Regions from separate parts of the Macaca mulatta genome. Here region 2 is linked to region 1. The links are chromatin contacts, called in public Hi-C maps. All regions are on one chromosome and are shown on one strand. The core of a region is the stretch at or near the end of the contact, and the rest is flanking DNA. Distances in the headings are between cores, read along the strand shown.

Evidence for each region. A called contact is a pair of places that touch in the nucleus more often than the background predicts.
Region 2: a contact with region 1 is called in a Hi-C map of fetal cortical plate, with 1.8 times the contacts expected there. The contact joins the promoter of ING4 here to the promoter of LOC144329387 in region 1. A contact is called at or near these places in 3 of 14 Hi-C or Micro-C datasets (fetal cortex germinal zone, fetal cortical plate and liver).

What each region holds. Positions count from the first base shown.
Region 1 is chr11:7,571,495-7,577,062 of T2T-MMU8v2.0, forward strand. It overlaps LOC144329387 (lysophosphatidic acid receptor 5), which reads right to left and starts at 3,142. Exons shown (of 1, transcript XM_077953430.1): 1 at 1,871-3,142. The coding sequence starts at 3,142. The coding sequence ends at 2,024.
Region 2 is chr11:7,616,763-7,622,330 of T2T-MMU8v2.0, forward strand. It overlaps ING4 (inhibitor of growth family member 4), which reads right to left and starts at 3,181. Exons shown (of 7, transcript XM_077953446.1): 1 at 3,127-3,181. The coding sequence starts at 3,163. It overlaps LOC144332749 (a long non-coding RNA gene), which reads left to right and starts at 4,507. Exons shown (of 2, transcript XR_013400810.1): 1 at 4,507-4,893.

The sequences.
Region 1 (5,568 bases), core at 1,892-4,391:
CCTGACACACACACACACTCTCTCTCTCGCTCTCTCTCTCACACACACACAGTGCACGCACACACATATAAAGATACAGTATTGAGACATAGGGTCAGAAATGCTGTAGGATGCACACAGAGCAACAACTCCCTCAGTAATGTCAGGGTCTGAAGATGTCCGCAAGTGCCAACTCTGCAGCCCCTCCGAGCCCCCAACTTGGGTAAAGAGGGAAGGAATAGCCGGGCTCGGTGGTTCATGCCTGTAATCCCAGCACTTTGGGAGGCGGGCAGATTCACCTGAGGTCGGGAGCTCGAGACCAGTCTGGCCAACATAGTGAAACCCCATCACTACTAAAAATACAAAAAATTAGCTGGGTTTGGTGGTGTGCACCTGTAATCCCAGTTACTTGGGAGGCTGAGGCAGGAGAATTGCATGAACCCAAGAGGCGAAGGTTGCAGTGAACCGAGATCACACCATTGCACTCCAGCCCAGGCCACAGTGTTAGACCCCATCTCAAAAAAAAAAAAAAAGGAAGGAATAGTAGATGGCCCATTTCCCTTGCTTCCAGCGTGCTGAGAATGGACAGCCTATTCCTGTCCTTCCATCTCACTCTTAACTTCCCCATAAACTCTTCTTTCCTGGCTATGGCACAGTTCTCTTAGTTCCCTTTTTCCTCCCCCAGAGAAGCCCCATTCCCTCCCCCTCAGCATATGACTAGTTCCACCCCGTCTCCATCCCTGCCCCAGGGCTGCTGCTCTGATATGCCCAGGGTAGTGTTCCATTGTATGTACTACTCCTAGGGCCGCAGGAAAACCCCAAGACATGAAGACTATCAGAATTGATTAATTTATTTAGCACTGCCCTCTCCCCACAATAATAGAAAGCACTGTACATAATGCCCTGGGAAGAAGTTAGACATGAACTCTAATACTTCAGGACAAGTGTGGTTCTCAAAGTGTGATCCAGGGACCAACCCTTTGAGGGAGTCCACGAGGTCAAACTATTTTCATAATACTGCTACACAGATATTATTTGTCCCTTTCACTCTCATTCTCTCACAAGTATACTGTAGAGTTTTCCAGAGGTTTCATGAAGTGTGTGTGGTGACATTATTGCTCTCGTGGCTAACAGAATGTGTGCATGTGTATTTATTTTTAAAATGTATTTGCTTTAATGTCTAGTATGGTAAGTAACAAAAGATAAGCAAAGCTGTTTGAGATCCTCAGTTTCCAAGAGTGGCATCTGAGACCAAAAAGTTTGAGAACCAATGCTTTAGTAGAAAGAATTTTCTCCTTACTCTGGACAAAGCAGAGAGAGAGAGAGAGAATATTAAGGATCTAAAACGGAGGAGGCCTGGAAAAGGGGGAGTGATGGAAGAAAGGATAACCTAAAAAGGGTTTGGACTTGGATTTTGGCGAGAAGGAAACTCTAAGCCAGTTTTGCCTTGCCCCAACTATCCTATGCTGGGTGCAGGTCTAAATTGTCACAAGTCACTGTGCGAGAAAGAACCTAGTTCTGTCTACATGGAACTCTTGTATTAGGTCTCAATGGTGAGCAGGGGAAGCCTAGGCCGAAATGAAAGTGGGTGGCATCCATGACAGAAGTCAGCAGATGAACAGGCATCTCAGTAGCATGGTCCACCAAACCTGGGGCTCTTCAGCTCTCAGGCCCCTGTGGCGGTTTAAATCCAGAATGCTCATTTTCTGTTCCATCTAACCAGCTTTTAGCAGTTTAATTCCCCGCCCACCCAAAGGCATTTCGTCCCCTTCTGCCCTCTGCACGGGTGGGCTCTCTGCATCACTTCCCACCACTGGAGACGGGGGTCCTCTGCGTGCTCACAGTTTAAAGAAGCCATTTCCAGCATCAATGCCTTCCTCGGCCCCCGGCTTCCACACTTTGTACTCTTCTGCGTTGCTAAGCTGGAGTTGCCACCCAAAGACCCAAGTGCCCAGCCCACCTTCTTGTGTGCACACCCTGCAAGCCTCCCAGAACGAGAGGCGTTGGGAGTCGGGCACGGACGGCGCTGTGGCATGGTGTGCCTTCAGAGGGCGGAATCCTGGGGACTCTGTGTGAAGGAAGACAGAGGGTAGGAGTTGGAGGGTCGAAGCAGCCCCTGACTGGCGGCATCCGGCCTGGTGGCGTCCGTGGTGACGGTGGACCTTTCGGATTGCGCGAGCGCCGCCTGCGTCCCGTTGGTGGCCAAGGTCCTGACCCGGTGCGGAGTGCCCAGGCCGCGCAGGGTGTTGCGGAAGCCCTCGGCGCTGAAGTAGTACACCAGCGGGTCCAGCACGCAGTTGGCGCCGGCCAGCAGCACCATCACCATCAGTACCCCGCGCACGCGATCGCGGGCAGGCACGCTGGCCGCCACCAGCTTGCTTCGCTGCAGCCCGTAGACCGCCAGCGTGGCGTTGTAGGGCACGAAGCACAGCAGGAAGATGACGAGGTTGGCCAGCAGGAGGCGCACCGTCTTCAGCCGCCGCTGGCTCCGCGTGGCGTCGGGGCGCCCCAGCGTCCAGAAGACTCGGCCGGACGAGTAGACCACCGCCGCCAGAGGCAGCAGGAAGCCCAGAGCCTCGGCCAGCACCACGAGGGGCAGCAGCCTGCCCTTCCACAGCTCGTCGCTGAAACTCTCGAAGCATAGGCGCACCTCGAGGTCCCGGTAGCGGCAGCGCGAGGGCCTGTGCACGCGGGCGGCGGGCACGGCAAACACCAGGATGAACGCCCACACGCCCAGGCAGAGCAGCCGCGCCACGCGGGGCCGTCGCAGGTGGCGCAGTCGCAGCGGGTGCACAATGGCAGCGTAGCGGTCCACGTTGATGAGCATCAGGAAGATGCAACTGCCGTACATGTTCATCTGGAAGATGGCGCCCGCCGTCTGGCACAGGAGGTCGGGGAAGGGCCAGTGGTGCAGTGCGTAGTAGGAGAGACGAAGGGGCAGCGAGAGGGAGAAGAGCAGGTCGCTGGCCGCTAGGTTACACATGTACACGCTCACCACCGAGTGCACGCGCAGCGCGCGCAGAAAGACCCAGAGGGCCAGCGCGTTGAGTGGGAGCCCGGCAGCCAGCACCAAGCTGTAGACCACCAAGTGCAGGCGGTGGGTAGGTCGGTAGTCAGGACACGGGAGAACAGAACTGTTGGTTGAGGAGCTGTTGGCCAACATTGTGCCAAAGTGGGAATGGGAGCTAGGCTGGGGATGCCATGGGGCACACCAGAGTCATGGCATGGCCTTCACCTCCGGGGCTGGGGCCTGGAGGCTGTACAGACATGGTCCCGAAACAAGCAGAGGGAGGGTATGGGAATGTGGGCTATGGCTGCAGGGACAGATGGCTGCCAAGGGTTGGGTGCGTTTGGTCACATTTTCGTCAGCAGCAGAGACCTGAAATAGGAAGGCAAGCCAGAAGTTACACAGAGACAGGGCTACACTGGCAGGCCTTCTGAATCTTTTCTCAGCCTCAAGTCTGCCATTGGGCCAGAATAGGTTCCTACAGCAGGACTATATAGTACAGTGTTGAACGCCCAGTCTTGAAGGCAGGGACTCGGATGCCTAGGTTTAACTCTTGGTTTTGCTAACTTACCTAGTTGTGTGACTTCAGAAAAATTAATCTGGGCTGGGTGCAGTGGCCTACACCTGTAATCCTGGCACTTTGGGAGGCCAAGGCAGATCAATCGCTTGAACCTAGGGGTTGGGGACCAGCCTGGGCAACATGGCAAAACCCCGTCTCTACAAAAAAAAATACAGGGCCAGGTGCAGTGGCTCACACCTGTAATCCCAGCACTTTGGGAGGCCGAGGCGGGTGGATCACCTGAGGTCAGGAGTTTGAGACCAACCTGTCCAATATGGTGAAACCCCCATCTCTACTAAAAGTACCAAAATGATTCCTGGGTGTGGTGGTGCTCACCTGTAATCCCAGCTACTCGGGAGGCTGAGATAGGAGAATCGCTTGAAACTGGGAGGCAGAGGTTGCAGTGAGCTGAGACTGTGCCGTTGTACTCCAGCCTGGACAACAGAAGTGAAGCTCTGTCTCAAAAAATAAAAATAGCCGCGCTTGGTGGCTCACATCTGTAATTCCAGCACTTTGGGAGGCAGAGGCAGGTGTACCACCTGAGGTCAGGAGTTCGAGACCAGCCTGGCCAACATGGTGAAACCCTATCTCTACTAAAAAAATACGAAAAATTAGTCTGTTGTAGTGGCGGGCACCTGTAGTCCCAGCTACTCAGGAGACTGAGACAGAAGAATTGCTTGAACCCGAGGGGTGGAGGTTGCAGTGAGCCAAGATCGTGCCATTGCACTCCAGCCTGGGCAACAAGAGCGAAACTCCGTCTCAAAAATAAATAAATAAAATTAAAAATAAAATAAATAAAAAATAAAAATAAGGCTGGGCGCAGTGGCTCATACCTGTAATCCCAGCACTTTGGGAGGCTGAGGTGGGCGGATCACCTGAGGTCAAGAGTTCGAGACCATCCTGGCCAATATGGCAAAATCCTGTCTCTACTAAAAAACACAAAAATTAGCCGGGTGTGGTGGCAGGCGCCTGTAATCCCTGCTACTTGGGAGGCTGAGGCAGGGAGAATCACTTGAACCCAGAAGGCGGAGGTTGCAGTGAGCCGAGATCACACCATTGCACTCTAGCCTGGGTGACAAAGCAAGACTGTCTCAAAAAAAATAAAATAAAAAATATTAAAAAATTAAAAAATTAGCCGGGCACGGTGGCACATGTCCATAGTCCCAGCTACTTGTGAGGCTGAAGTGAGAGAATCACTTGACTCCAGGGAGGTGGAGGATGCAGTGCAGTGAGCGTCAAGTACACCATTGCACGCCGGCGTAGTAGCTCACGCCTGTAATCCAGTACTTTGGGAGACTGAGGCGGGCAGATCACCTGAGGTCAGGAGTTCAAGATTAGCCTGGCCAACACGGCAAAACGCTGTCTATATTAAAAATACAAAAATTAGCCAGATGAGGTGGCATGTGCCTGTAGTCCCAGCTACTCAGGAGACTGAGGCAGGAGAATCACTTGAACCCAGGAGGTGGAGGCTGCAGTGAGCTGACATTGTACCACTGCCCTCGAACCTGGGTGACAAAATGAGACTCTATCTCAAAAAAAAAAGAAGAGGCCGGGCGCGGTGGCTCACGCCTGTAATCCCAGCACTTTGGAAGGCCGAGGCGGGCGGATCACAAGGTCAGGAGATCGAGACCATGGTGAAACCCCGTCTCTACTAAAAATAGAAAAAAATTAGCAGGGCGCAGTGGCGGGCGCCTGTAGTCCCAGCTACTCGGGAGGCTGAGGCCAGAGAATGGCGTGAACCCGGGAGGCGGAGCTTGCAGTGAGCCGAGATTGCGCCACTGCTCTCCAGCCTGGGTGACAGAGCGAGACTCCGTCTAAAATAAAAATAAAAAAAAAAAAGAAGAAAGGGGGCCGCACGGTAGCTTATGCCTGTGATCTCAGCACTTTGGGAGACTGATGTGGGTGGATTACTTGAGGCCAGGAGTTCAAGACCAACCTGGCCAATATGACAAAATCTTGCCTCTACTAAAAATACGAAGATTAGCCAGGTGTGGTGGCGTGCACTTGTAATCCCAGCTACTCG
Region 2 (5,568 bases), core at 1,931-4,430, 45 kb after region 1:
GCTTGAACCCAGGAGGCAGAGGTTGCAGTGGGCCAAGATCGCATCATTGCGCTCCAGCCTGGGCGACAGAGCGAGACTCTGTCTCAAAAACAAACAAAGAAAAACACCTAAAACAAAAAAAAAAAAAAAAAAAAAAATGCCTCTACTGTTTAAACGTACAACTTCAGGTCTGCTACCACCAGTTCACAAGATTAAGTCACCGTCGATGTACCAAATCTAACGGTGTTATTAAACCTATCCTAAAAAATATCTCTGCAGCAGTTGGCATGATCTTTTCTCCTCTAACTTTCGTTTCTTTTCTTTTGAGGTGCAGTGTCGCTCTTGTCACCCAGGCTGGAGTGCAATGGCACAATCTCGGGTTCAAAGGATTCTTGTGCCCCAGCCTCCCAAGTAGCTGGGATTACAGGCACCTGCCAACATGCCCAGCTAATTTTTGTATTTTTAGTAAAGACGGTTTCACCATGTTAGCCAGGCTGGTCTTGAACTCCTGACCTCAGGTGATCCACTCATCTCAGCCTCCCAATGTGCTAGGATTACAGGCGTGAGCCACCACTCCCAGCCTTTTTGTTTTTGTTTTGAGACGGAGTCTCACTCTGTTGCTCAGGCTGGAATGCAGTGGCTCACTGTAACCTCCGCCTCCCAGGTTCAAGCGATTCTCCTGCCTCAGCCTCCTGAGTAGCTGGGACTACAGGTGCCCGTCACCACGCCCAGCTAATTTTTTTGTATTTTTAGTAGAGACGGGTTTCACTGTGTTAGCCAGGCTGGTCTCGATCTCCTGACCTCGTGATCTGCCCGCCTCGGCCTCCCAAAGTGCTGGGATTACAGGCGTGAGCCACCTGGCCTGGCCACAAGTTTTTTTTTTTTTTTTTTTTTTTTTAAGAGGGACACAGAGTCTCTCTCTGTCGCCCAGGCTGGAGTGCAGTGGTATGATCTTGGCTCACTGCAATCTTCACCTCCTGGGTTCAAGTGATTCTCCTGACTCAGCCTCCCAAGTAGCTGGGATTAGAGTCACATGCTACCATGCCCAGATAAATTTTTTTTTTTTTTTAAATAGAGACTGGTTTCACCATGTTGGCCAGGCTGGTTTCAAACTCCTGACCTCAAGTGATCTGCCCACCTTGGCCTCCCAAAGTGCTGGGATTACAAGCATAAGATTCTGTGCCCAGCCTGTCTACCTCACTTTCTAAGCAGGAAGAAGCCACCTGAGATTCTTCCTTCTCTCTCAACCACCCAGTCAGTCAGTCCTTTCTTTTTTTTTTTTTTTTTTTTTTGAGACTGAGTCTCGCTCTGCCGCCCAGGCTGGAGTGCAGTGGCCGGATCTCAGCTCACTGCAAGCTCCGCCTCCCGGGTTTACGCCATTCTCCTGCCTCAGCCTCCGGAGTAGCTGGGACCACAGGCGCCCGCCACCTCGCCCGGCTAGTTTTTTGTATTTTTTAGTAGAGACGGGGTTTCACCGTGTTAGCCAGGATGGTCTCGATCTCCTGACCTTGTGATCCGCCCGTCTCAGCCTCCCAAAGTGCTGGGATTACAGGCTTGAGCCACCGCGCCCGGCAGTCCTTTCATATTTAACTCCTAAATACTTCCATAACTCCCTAAAATCAGGTTCTTATCTCTGTCCTGGAATGTTATCACTAATTGATCTCTGTTATCAGTGATAGCATGCTTCAATTTACCATATATTAGTCATTTTCGTTTATAAAAATCACATTGTACTTTAAAATGCAAACTTCTTAGTTTGGCTTAAAAGACTGTCCAATCTAGCCTCAGCTTCTTTCTCCAGTCTCGTTTCTCAATTTCTTACCTTAGAGTCATAAATATTAAATACGCTGACCTCTGAGTCATAAATATCAAACACCCTTGACTTTGCCACAAACCTATCACAGTACCTTTGCAGACACTTTCCCCAACCTAGAATTCCCTTTTTCTCTCCTCACTGGCAAACAACCTTCAAGACCCTATTCAAACGTCACCTCCTCTGTAAAGCTTTTCCTACATCGCCAGGTAATTACCCCCCTTTTCTGCAGTGTTGCCTACCAAATGTCCTTTTTAATGGATTTCCATTATTTCACTTGTCACAGTGTTTTACAATTACTTGCAGAATCTGTTTCCTTCTAGATCGAGAGTTTCTTGAGGGCAGGGGCCTTGTCTTACCCATTTTTCTATCCCTAGTGCCTGCCATTATGTCTGACCCATAGTAGGAACTCAATAAATATTTGTTGAATAAATGACTCCGGGCCCTAAAACAAATGTAAGCGCATAGGGCGACAGGCTTTGTGCAGGGGTGGTTTACATAAATGGCATAACACCAGATTTTCATTTGATGGGAATTAGATCTTTACTCCATGAAGAGAAGCGTTCCAGCTCATCATCTGACAGTGGTCACTCACCACCACCACTCTCACCACCACCACTCTCAACCCCACCACTCTCACCACCACCACTCTCACCACCACCACTCTCAATCCCACCACTCTCAACCCCACCACTCTCACCACCACCACTCTCACCACCACCACTCTCACCACCACCACTCTCAACCCCACCCTCACCACCACCACTCTCACCACCACCACTCTCACCACCACCACTCTCAACCCCACCACTCTCACCACCACCACTCTCAACCCCACCACTCTCAACCCCACCACTCTCACCACCACCACTCTCACCACCACCACTCTCACCACCACCACTCTCACCACCACCACTCTCAACCCCACGAGAAGCCACTTCTGAGGAAGAATGGGGTGGAGGAGGGGTCTTCACCGCTGCTCCAAATGACAGTGGGTGATAACGATTCTGAACGACTATAGGAAAAAAATCTACCCAGAGGCTGGAGACGCTGGAGAATGGGGGCAGCAATTATCTTCCCGGCCGTGCACACTAGCCCTTCAAGACACGTCCCTAACCCCCACACCGCAGCCCCTCCCTCCTCTACCCCCAACAGCGGGGCCTCGATCCTGCTGCCCCGCCCCCTCTTTCTCCGCACCCTCCAATATTTCCTGCCACAGAACCCCCTCACAATTGTAACCTTCTCGTCATTGAGACTTAAGGGCTACAGATCCTCTCATCCCTGATCCCCGCACCACTCTACAGCCCCGACCCCCACCTCCAGCCTGCTCTTACTGTCCAGATAATGTTCCAAATACATCCCCGCAGCCATCTCGAAGCAAAACAAAGCAACTTCCGATCCGCCCCGGAAGTGACTATAACGCGACAGGGTCCGAAGCCATTTTGGGGCTAAAGCCTTTCCGCCCTTAAAAGGAGAACTTCCGCCCTTACTATGTTACCGCCGGTACACATCCGCCCGACGCTCTAACTTTTCCTTTTGCATGGTAGCCACGACCGCCCATAGTGAGGCAGCTGTAGCCCGCTTCCGCCCTTACAGAGACCCCAGGACGCGACCGAGACAGGTATGACGTCACTGAAGATCGCCATTTTGCATTATCGGGCAAACTTTTTTCCCTCCAAAACGGGAATGTATAGCAATCGGTGCAGGGGTAACTGTTCACTTTAGGCTTATATTGCGTAAACATCCCTTCTCAGCGACTGGAAGATACAGCTTTTTTTCCCTCTTTGCAGAATATGACTTTTTTCAAGCCAGTTAGTTTCTTAAGGAAGTTGGGGAAGAGTATCAAGCCTTGAGAGATTTAAACCCTTTGCATTTCTTTTCACTCACACAAACACCATCTCCCCCAGCATTATTTTTTAAGCTTGAGAAGGATTATCAACTTTCTACTTATAAATACAAATAATGACAATAATGCTATAATTCTGCACATCTTTTGTCGACCTCCTGTACTTTATACTCGAATACTTTCACATATAAAATATTACTTCTTTTTTTTTTTTTTTTTTTTTTTGAGACGGAGTCTCGCTCTGTCGCCCAGGCTGGAGTGCAGTGGCCGGATCTCAGCTCACTGCAAGCTCCGCCTCCCGGGTTTACGCCATTCTCCTGCCTCAGCCTCCCGAGTAGCTGGGACTACAGGCGCCCGCCACCTCGCCCGGCTAGTTTTTTTGTATTTTTAGTAGAGACGGGGTTTCACCGTGTTAGCCAGGATGGTCTTGATCTCCTGACCTCGTGATCCGCCCATCTGGGCCTCCCAAAGTGCTGGGATTACAGGCTTGAGCCACCGCGCCCGGCCAAAATATTACTTCTGACGTTGCCCTCTTGCTACTTTTTTTTTTTGAGACAGAATTTTCACTCTTGTTGCCCAGGCTGGAGTGCAATAGCGTGATCATGGAGCCATCTCTCCACAACCTCCACCTCCCAGGTTCAAGTGATTCTCCTGCCTCAGCCTCCCGTGTAGCTGGGATTACAGGCATGCACCATCACGCCTGGCTAATTTTGTATTTTTAGTAGAGACGGGGTTTCTCCATGTTGGTCAGGCTGGTCTTGAAATCCCGACCTCAGGCGATCTGCCCTCCTCAGCCTCTCAAAGTGCTGGGATTACAGGCGTGATTCACAGTGCCTGGCACCTCTTGCTACTCTCTAAGGGGGAAACCTCATGTTTTTGTTTTCCTTTTGTTTATATGTGATGTTAGCATCATAATTCTGAAGGGGTCGAGTGATGCAGCACTATCACTACAGGGCTAGTTGGCTAGCTAGTTGCCAGCCATCACTCTAGTTAGCTATGGTAGAGTGATTTCTATGGTTTCCATCAGAATGGAAAGCAGTCAAGGGTATGAGAGGCTGCCAACACACTAGGCAAATAGAACTCAAAGGCCATAACCTAATAGTGGTGTTAGTAAGATAGCATCTTAGAGATAGCTGCCACCCCTCACGCCTTTCATACCCTCACACATCCTTCATAAGAATTATCAATGTCTTATGTCAAGTTTTTTTTTTTTTTTTTTTTTGAGACGGAGTCTCGCTCTGTCGCCCAGGCTGGAGTGCAGTGGCCGGATCTCAGCTCACTGCAAGCTCCGCCTCCCGGGTTCACGCCATTCTCCTGCCTCAGCCTCCCGAGTAGCTGGGACTACAGGCGCCCACCACCTCGCCCGGCTAGTTTTTTGTATTTTTTTAGTAGAGACGGGGTTTCACCGTGTTAGCCAGGATGGTCTCGATCTCCCGACCTCGTGATCCCCCCGTCTCGGCCTCCCAAAGTGCTGGGATTACAGGCTTGAGCCACCGCGCCCGGCCTATGTCAAGTTTTTAATGAGACAGACTTTCAGCTATATAATTTCTACCAAATACATGAAGAGGAGGAACTTCCAACCCGGGGCGGAATGGAAGTTGCTTTGTTTTGCTTTGAGATGGCTGCAGGGATGTATTTGAAACATTATCTGGACAGTAATAGCAGGCTAGAGAAAGGGGTCAGGGGCTGTAGAGTGGTGGGGGTATCAGGGCTGAGAGGATCTGTAGTCCGTAAACCCCAGGTTTACTAGTGTGCAGGTAGTAAAATACAGCAATAGAATCCAGGAAATTTTGCTCTCATTATAAGAGTCATGCTTTTCGGTAAGTAATTTAATCTCTGTGCCTGTTTTACTATACAGTGAGAATACTACCTACCTCATAGGGTTGTTGCAATAAGTTTTAATACTGGTGAAGTTAGGGCCATTAGAGCC